Regions from separate parts of the Danio rerio genome. Here region 1 is linked to region 2. The links are chromatin contacts, called in public Micro-C maps. All regions are on one chromosome and are shown on one strand. Each heading gives the region's core, a stretch centred on a gene start, on an enhancer-like site or on the middle of the called end of the contact. The rest is flanking DNA. Distances are from core to core; before and after follow the strand shown. Region 1 has its middle 87 kb from the start of ccnd1. Region 2 holds the start of ccnd1 (cyclin D1).

Region 1 (4,292 bases), core at 299-2,798, 86 kb after region 2:
AATGTTTGAATAGTAAAACAAACAACAGCCATCGCTTAATTGGTTTCATTTTAACATCATAATGTAGTATATTTTATATCATTATCAACTTTTGATATAAAAACGCAGTGTAATTTAATTGATTGTTAAAAATGAAATAATTTATGTGCTGTGTTTTTATTAGTGAAAGTGCCCGCTCAACTTTGACAAGGCCTGTCCAAAATTATATTTCTGCCACTATGCAAATGCACTATTATTGTTGTCTTATCATTCTTTATTTTTCTGTTATGTTCAGAGATTTTAAATATTTATTTCCCCTCTAATTATTTTCAATCATCACGTTACATTTTGGTAATTTTCCCTCCAAATAAAATTTAGCCAAAGCTGCGCAACATATAAATAAATAAGGGTGCACATGTACCTTAGCACCCCTATTTGATAGAGCGGCATAACAGTGTTTAGTCACATGGTTGCTTTTGCTTTTATGAAAAAAAAAAATACTTGTTTCGGCTCTTATTTAACTTTAATTGAACAAAGGGAGCCGTTTACATTGCGTTACCAAGGCAACTACTGATGCGTTTTGTGTAATGTTTTAAAGAGCTTTGTCGCAGCACGACAGTGGAAAATGAAACCGTATCCGTGCTGTCTGGCCCGGTTTGGCACGGAATGGAACAGTTCTGTTAAAAGAACGATTCAGCACGATAGTGGAAAAGCGGCTTAAAATATAAGTAAACCTGCATATATAAATGTGCATGTGTGACGATATATGGCATAGTGGAAAATCAGCAAACAATTGTGCAAAACTGTCAAGAGGTAACAGCATGTACATGTGCAGTTATTGAATGAATATAAAATGAATGAATGAATGAATGAATGAATAAATATACAAACCAACAAATAAATGAATAAATAACAATCAGAACAATGAATGAGATAAACAAACAAAAAGGAATGAATGAATGAATGAATGAATGAATGAATTACTGAATGAATGAGAAATGAAACAAACCAACAAAGAATAAATACATAAGCAGATTAATATATAAGAAAAACAAACAACAATGAACAAACGAACGAACGAACGAACGAATGAATGAATGAATGAATGAATGAATGAATGAATGAATGAATGAATGAATGAAATGGTTTTTGATCTTTCAAACTCACACGAAAGCTTCAGGTGTTTTTGTGTGCTAAAGCAGACAAAAGTAAACAGAAAAGAGAAGGACTCTGATCTTGTGTGCAGTTTAAAAACAAAGTCAAGCTGAATGAACTTGCTCACATCCGGTTTCATTCAGCTGAGAAATGTGTGAGGTTGAGAATGGAAAAAAAAAGAAAATCTTGCTAAAAAGAGGAAGAGAGAAACATATCTGTCCTCAAATAAAATAATAAAGCATGTGCACTGAAATAAGCAGACGTGCAGCAGCAGACAGTAGGAAGTGTGAGGAAGGCATGTCGCTGTGTGATAGCCTTCACATTCACTGCACATCCTGTTTGTTCAGTTACTCAAACCCAGACCTGCTTGCTTTTTCATGAATGACTCTGTTCGGCTTTCCTATTGGCCAACCGCCGGCCAATCTGAGCTTTGCTTGGTGACCACACAGTGAGCACGTGCAGCAGCAGTGCACATTCATGCACAGTGCACAGACGAATGTTCCATTCGCCTTAATCCACCAGTGATATATGCATAGTATATTTTTGCAGAAGCAGAGAAAACATGCAAATATTGTCTCACTGATTCTAAATTAACCCTCACAGGAAAGAGCAGTTCGATGAACATACAATTGAAGTCAGAATTATTAGCCCCCCCCCTGTTTATTTTTCCCCCCATTTTTTGTTCAACGGAGAGAATATTTTTTCAGCACATTTCTAAACGTAATAGTTTTAGTAACTCATCTCTAATAACTGATTTATTTTATCTTTGCCAAGATAACAGTATATAATATTTTACTAGATATTTTACAAGACACTTCGATACAGATTAAAGTGACATTTAAAGACTTAATTAGGTTAATTAGGTTAACTAGGCAGGTAATTGGGCAAGTTATTGTATAATGATGGTTTGTTCTGTAGACTATCAAAAAAAAATTACTTAAAGTGGCTAATAATTTTGTCCTTTACTTGGTATCTAAAAAAATTGATAACTGCTTTTATTCTAGTCTAAATAAAACAAATAAGACTGTCTCCAGAAGAAAAAATATTATCAGACATACTGTGAAAATTGCCTTGCTCTGTTAAACATAATTTGGGAAATATTCAAAAGGGGGCTAATAATTCTGACTTCAACTGTAAATGTTTGGTTTTTAAATATTATTTTCACCATAAATAATAATTAAAATTTTGTTAATCTTTAAATTATTTGGTAACACTTTAGCTCAGGTCACAATTCATGCTTTTAACTACTGGCTTATTACCTGCAGGCTGCATATTATTAAGATATTAACTGTTCATATAGTGGGGTGTCCTAAAAGTTTGAAAACCCCTGCTATATATTATGTGATTTTGGACACAGTCACGGCACAGTGGTGCACATCACATTTTTGGGTCCACTTGAAACATTTTCAAGGTGTTCCGATGTTTTTTGTTGTGTGCAAATGTAGCGTGTTTTTAATGTGTGTGTGGGGTGAGAATATGCAGCACGTAAGCAGTCAAAAGGATGAAGAACTTTTATTAATTTGATCTAATTATAAATCTATCTGTCTGTCTGTCTGTCTGTCTGTCTGTCTACTATCTATCTATCTATCTATCTATCTATCTATCTATCTATCTATCTATCTATCTATCTATCTATCTATCTATCTATCTATCTATCTATCTATCTATCTATCTATCTATCTATCTATCTATCTATCTATCTATCTATCTATCTATCTATCTATCTATCTATCTATCTATCTATCTATCTATCTGTCTGTATGTCTGTCTGTCTACCTACTATCTATCTATCTATCTATCTATCTATCTATCTATCTATCTATCTATCTATCTATCTATCTATCTATCTATCTATCTATCTATCTATCTATCTATCTATCTATCTATCTATCTATCTATCTATCTATCTATCTATCTATCTATCTATCTATCTATCTGTCTGTCTGTCTGTCTGTCTGTCTGTCTGTCTGTCTGTCTGTCTGTCTGTCTGTCTACCTACTATCTATCTATCTATCTATCTATCTATCTATCTATCTATCTATCTATCTATCTATCTATCTATCTATCTATCTATCTATCTATCTATCTATCTATCTATCTATCTATCTATCTATCTATCTATCTATCTATCTATCTATCTATCTATCTGTCTGTCTGTCTACCTACTATCTATCTATCTATCTATCTTTCTATCTATCTATCTATCTATCTATCTATCTATCTATCTATCTATCTATCTATCTATCTATCTATCTATCTATCTATCTATCTATCTATCTATCTATCTATCTATCTATCTATCTATCTATCTATCTATCTATCTGTCTGTCTGTCTGTCTGTCTGTCTGTCTGTCTGTCTGTCTGTCTGTCTGTCTACCTACTATCTATCTATCTATCTATCTATCTATCTATCTATCTATCTATCTATCTATCTATCTATCTATCTATCTATCTATCTATCTATCTATCTATCTATCTATCTATCTATCTATCTATCTATCTATCTATCTATCTATCTATCTATCTATCTATCTGTCTGTATGTCTGTCTGTCTACCTACTATCTATCTATCTATCTATCTATCTATCTATCTGTCTGTCTGTCTGTCTGTCTGTCTGTCTGTCTGTCTGTCTGTCTGTCTGTCTGTCTGTCTGTCTGTCTGTCTGTCTATCTATCTATCTATCTATCTATCTATCTATCTATTAATCTAGTCATTTAGTTAGTTTAGGTATTTAGGAAAACAAAAATAAATTAATATGGAAGAAAAAAATCAACTTAAAAGAGTATACAAAGCCAAAAGTATCTTACTAAATTTTTACTTGATTAGTTGTAGCACCAACTTCTTAACTACAAAGATTGTTTTCAGTTCTTTTGAATGGGAGGTCCTCCAAGTGGAAGTGCCACCCATAATTTGAAACACAGTATTCAAATGTGGGCAAAAAGGCAAATATAATCAGGTAATTTCATCAATATCTTTTACTTTTTTTATGATCAGCAGTGACGCTGGGCTGTGTGCCAGTCTGCAGATAACAGTGGTGTGAGCATCTGCTGTTGGACATCCGGTTTGGAGCGTTACAGCATCTGTCCATAAGTGTCACTGTGCTGAGATATACTGTAAGATATACGACAGACCGTTACTAGACACATGCACACTCAGC
Region 2 (4,160 bases), core at 900-3,399:
AAAAAAAAAAAAAAAGAAAACAATATCAAGCTGCTAAATTAAAGAGTATTAAACATTTACCAATAATTCGCCGGGACGGACAGAGTTGTCCGTGTATATGCACAACTTCTCTGCTGTAAGTGGCACAGTCTCTTTCATTTTTGAAGCCAGAAACATACAAGTTGCTCCTAAAAGCTGCAACCTGGTTTTTTTGGTGGGCTCCACAGATAAAAACCTGTCCAGGTAGTTCATAGCCAAAGGAAAAACTTCCTCTTCACATTTCTGCTCTTCACAGACCTTTAAAGAAAAGAAAGTGCATACGATAAATAAATATTAAGTCACAACAGCAGCTAATTCTTTTAATTAAACGTGTAGAAATATATAAATAAAAAAAAATAAAAAATAAAAATAAAAACTATTCATAGAAATTTATTAAATAAACGAAGTGCAAATATTTTTTAAGCTACAGTATGCTTTGATCTTATCGAGTTATCCCACGTGTTTAGCATCTGCTGATTCGTACACGTGCAGTGGAAAGGGTTAAATTAGAAAAAAAAGACACGTGGAAATGCTTAAAAATAGTATTTAATCAGTAATTTAAGTTTAATCCTAAGTGTTGCACAAAGTATAAATGTTACAATTTGCTTCTGATGCTAATGGTCGTTGCTTTCGAGGCAAAAAGGTGGCGTCTGAGCTCGGTTCAGGAAACAATTTTCTAGTTCGTCATCTTTTCAAAAAATATTTAAAAATATACGAAAATTGTTTTGCTTGACTTTAAACACATGTAAATGTACTGTAACTCATGCTTTATTAGATTATGCAAAAATATTTCGATTGCAATGACAAAAACTACGTGAAATGAACTGAAATCCAAAGCCCCATCATACAAAGGGAAGCATGCGACATTTAGGTGAAGCGGGTGTTTCATAAATTAATATAAATTATTCCTTAGCATTAAATCTACTGTTAAACATCTGTAAATCCACATTATTAGAGGGTTAACATAATCCGATAGGTTATAACACGATGTTGAATTCAGAAATGAAATAATACAATATTTTTAGACCGTCGTGCAGGAGGTATGACAAACTGAAACAAAACTTTTAAGACACAAATATTACGTTTTCTTGCAAAAATTTGATTTATGTTATACCTGTGATTTAAAAGACAACTTGTGAGCGCTTTTATGCAGGTGATGTCAATTATGTTTCCATTTTAGAATTTAGAGAAATAAAAAACTTAAGCAAACGACAACAAAGATGGCGTATAATAGGCTACTGGCACGAGTGAGAATGCATACGTGTACATTGGTATTAAAATAAAATAAAAATAAATAAATGTATCTATATTTTAAAATATTTATAAGAAACGAAACGCATGCATGAAAAAATAACAACCCTAAATAAAAAGGCTAAAGCGGAAAGCACGGAAAACGTCTCGTGTCGGATTAATATTTCGTAATAAAACATTTTTACGTAAAAAATAAGCAACAATAATCGGACAGCGTGTTTCTGTGTGATATTTCTGGGATGGATAAGCAATGCCGATGAACCCAAGTCACACTAAAGCATTTTTTTTCATTTAATAAATACTTCTTGGAGTCCAAAGAGCAAGAGTAGAATCATCGTGAGGCAACGTGTGTAGCAGCAAATGCAAAAAAAAAGAGATATATAAATATATTATCCAAAACAAACCTCGAGCATCCACGTCGCGACGATTTTCCTCATTTTAGGCACAATTTCTTTCTGAACACACTTGAAATAATTTGGTGATGGGAGATAGTTTTCCTCAGCTTTAAGCATTGTCTGTAAAACTCGGTCATTCAACAGGTTGCTGTCTTGGTAAGCTCTTCTTATGGTATCCACTTCGCAGCAAAACAACTGGTGCTCCATATCTTCAGTGTTTAGCAGTGAGAAAAGTAAGAAAGCTGGAGCTCGAGTCGGACACTGGTCCCGTGGATGCTTTTTGCTGCCTCTGCTGAACCCTCTAAAAGTCTCGCTGCAGCTCTCCGCTTGACAAAACTCCCCTATGACGTGACTGTTGTTAAGGGAAGATCAAAGCAGCAGCAGCGAGCCTGTGAGAGAGCGAGAGGCTGTCTGCTCAGGGCGGAGGATCAATCTAAAGAACTATCTGCTTCTCAGTTTTGGCTCCTTTCTTTAGCCCTATGGAAATAGGAGGTCCTACGCCGGGTGACGAGTGACCAAGGAGAAGCGGTGGTGGGGGTAGGCTGGGCCGGGGTGGGGGCGCAGGGGGCAGGCTGCTAGTGTCGTGGGTATCGGGGGTGGAAAAGACTGGGGTGAAGATGTGTATTGGGTTAGTATTGGTAGGGGGCAGTATAATAGCCTAAATCAAGGTGCCCACACTGTCGCATTGAAAAACTTTTGTCACTGTAATTGTACAAGCATATATCAAAAGTTTTATTTGTAAAATAAATTTGGTCACAGTCACTTGTCTGCTTTTAAAATCAGGCTTTTAAAATGTTTTTAAAAGATTTTGGATTACTTTATGAAGTTTCATATAGCTAAGTTTCTGCACAAACTTGAATGTGGTTTCAGTAGGCTATATATGAAACAAATGTGTGGTCTTGGGTGGAGGCTTGTTTTATTTTTTTGTTTCTTTTTGGGGGGTTAGACTTAAAGAAGGAAGCACAAATTAGCCTAAACCAATGGAGGAGCACGTCAGTTGCCAGGCAGAACTGCGGCACGAGCTTTTATCTAAAAAAAAACTCCTCGTGGAAATGTTAAATAAACAAAATAAATTGTTAAAATTAATCATGTGAAGCATTCTTCTTGTCGTATTTAATAATACATTTCCTTAAATCTCATTTAACTTTTTTTTTTCTCTTTGTACACCAAAACATTAAATATTTCAAATAATAAAATAATACAAACAATAAAGTAGTTATAATATTTAGACTCGGAAACAAACCGCGTTAAAAGAAAACATTAGCTCACCGGTAAAGTTTAAACACGACATCTGCAGCTTTAACAACACAAATTGTTTGATAGAGTTTGATCAAACAGGGGCGCTCTCACTTTAAAAGACCTCACTGCTGTCGCTTCAGGATGAATTGAAGCTTTACAAATTCCGCACATTCCACTTCAATACCGTAAAACAAGTAATTTGCCTGTGCCCAAAACTTCAGCTGCAGAAAGAAGCTACAATAAAGTAACAACTTTAAATGTTAATAAATGTATTATAAGCTTATTATGCTATAATAGCAGCTAAGTTACTGTATTAAGTTCTATTACTTTAAACCTTTTTGAGAACATGCATATTAAAGAAAAAATATAACTTTTATTTTTACAGAAAAGACAAAGACAAAAAACTTTAGAGTTGCAGAAATAAGCTAGAGTAAAGGAACAACTTTAAATGTTACATGGATTTAAGTGTTCTCACAAGTCATTTACATAAGCATATCAACAACACTCTGTGTATATATATATATATATATATATATATATATATATATTTATTTATTTATTATATATTTAGTAGCAAACAGGCTAGTACGTTCATTCTAAGATCAAAAGTTATTTTATTAGCATAGTATAATATTATCTTAGGCTATAATAGCAACTGTTATTAGGCTACTGTATTATTTACTATTACTTTAAACCTCTATAAGAACATGCATATAATGGAATTTTGTATTTTTTTTTTTTTTTTACAGAAAAGACAAAGACCAAAACGAGTTGCAGAGAGAAACTAGAATACAAGAAAAACTTTAAATGTTCCACTGATTTAAGTTTTTTTCCCCCACACGTCATTTTACATATAGACATATCAACAATGCTCTTTAAATATTAGGCAAATATATTAATTAATTTAATAGCAAACAGTAGTTTAGGCTGTTCATTATAAGATCAAAAATTACTTTATTAGATTACTTTAATAATATATCAGGCTATTATATGACACTGTATTACTTACCATTATTTTAAACGTCTATAAGAAATGGCATTTGAAAGAAAATAATTCTTTTATGAACTTTCTTTTTCTTTGCATAAAAGACAAAGACTTTTTATGCGTTTTCTTTCACGTTTCATTATGTCCATTATAAAATTAGCTGAACGAGTTCATGTTAGGATAAATGTAGTCCTTTAGAAGGCTGATAATAACAAAAGGTAACAGTAATCAGTTTATTTTACAATACATAAAAAAAAAACGTATTAAAACTT

The links. Hi-C and Micro-C count contacts between places; a contact is called where the count stands out from the background.
Region 1: a Micro-C map of caudal fin shows a contact between it and region 2, with 3 times the contacts expected there. The contact joins the enhancer-like site here to the promoter of ccnd1 in region 2. A contact is called at or near these places in 3 of 18 Hi-C or Micro-C datasets (caudal fin, gastrula embryo and hematopoietic stem cells).

Annotation. Positions count from the first base shown.
Region 1 is chr7:69,719,508-69,723,799 of GRCz12tu, forward strand. No RefSeq gene overlaps it. Among named protein-coding and RNA genes, the nearest start is that of ccnd1, 87 kb to the left of the region's middle. Within about 2 kb of position 1,549, at least 48 of the 62 cell types and tissues checked have an H3K27ac peak or open chromatin away from gene starts, as enhancers often do. A contact at or near this core is called in caudal fin, where this site is marked.
Region 2 is chr7:69,632,810-69,636,969 of GRCz12tu, forward strand. ccnd1 (cyclin D1) reads right to left here and starts at 2,150. Exons shown (of 5, transcript NM_131025.4): 1 at 1,674-2,150; 2 at 61-276. The coding sequence starts at 1,871.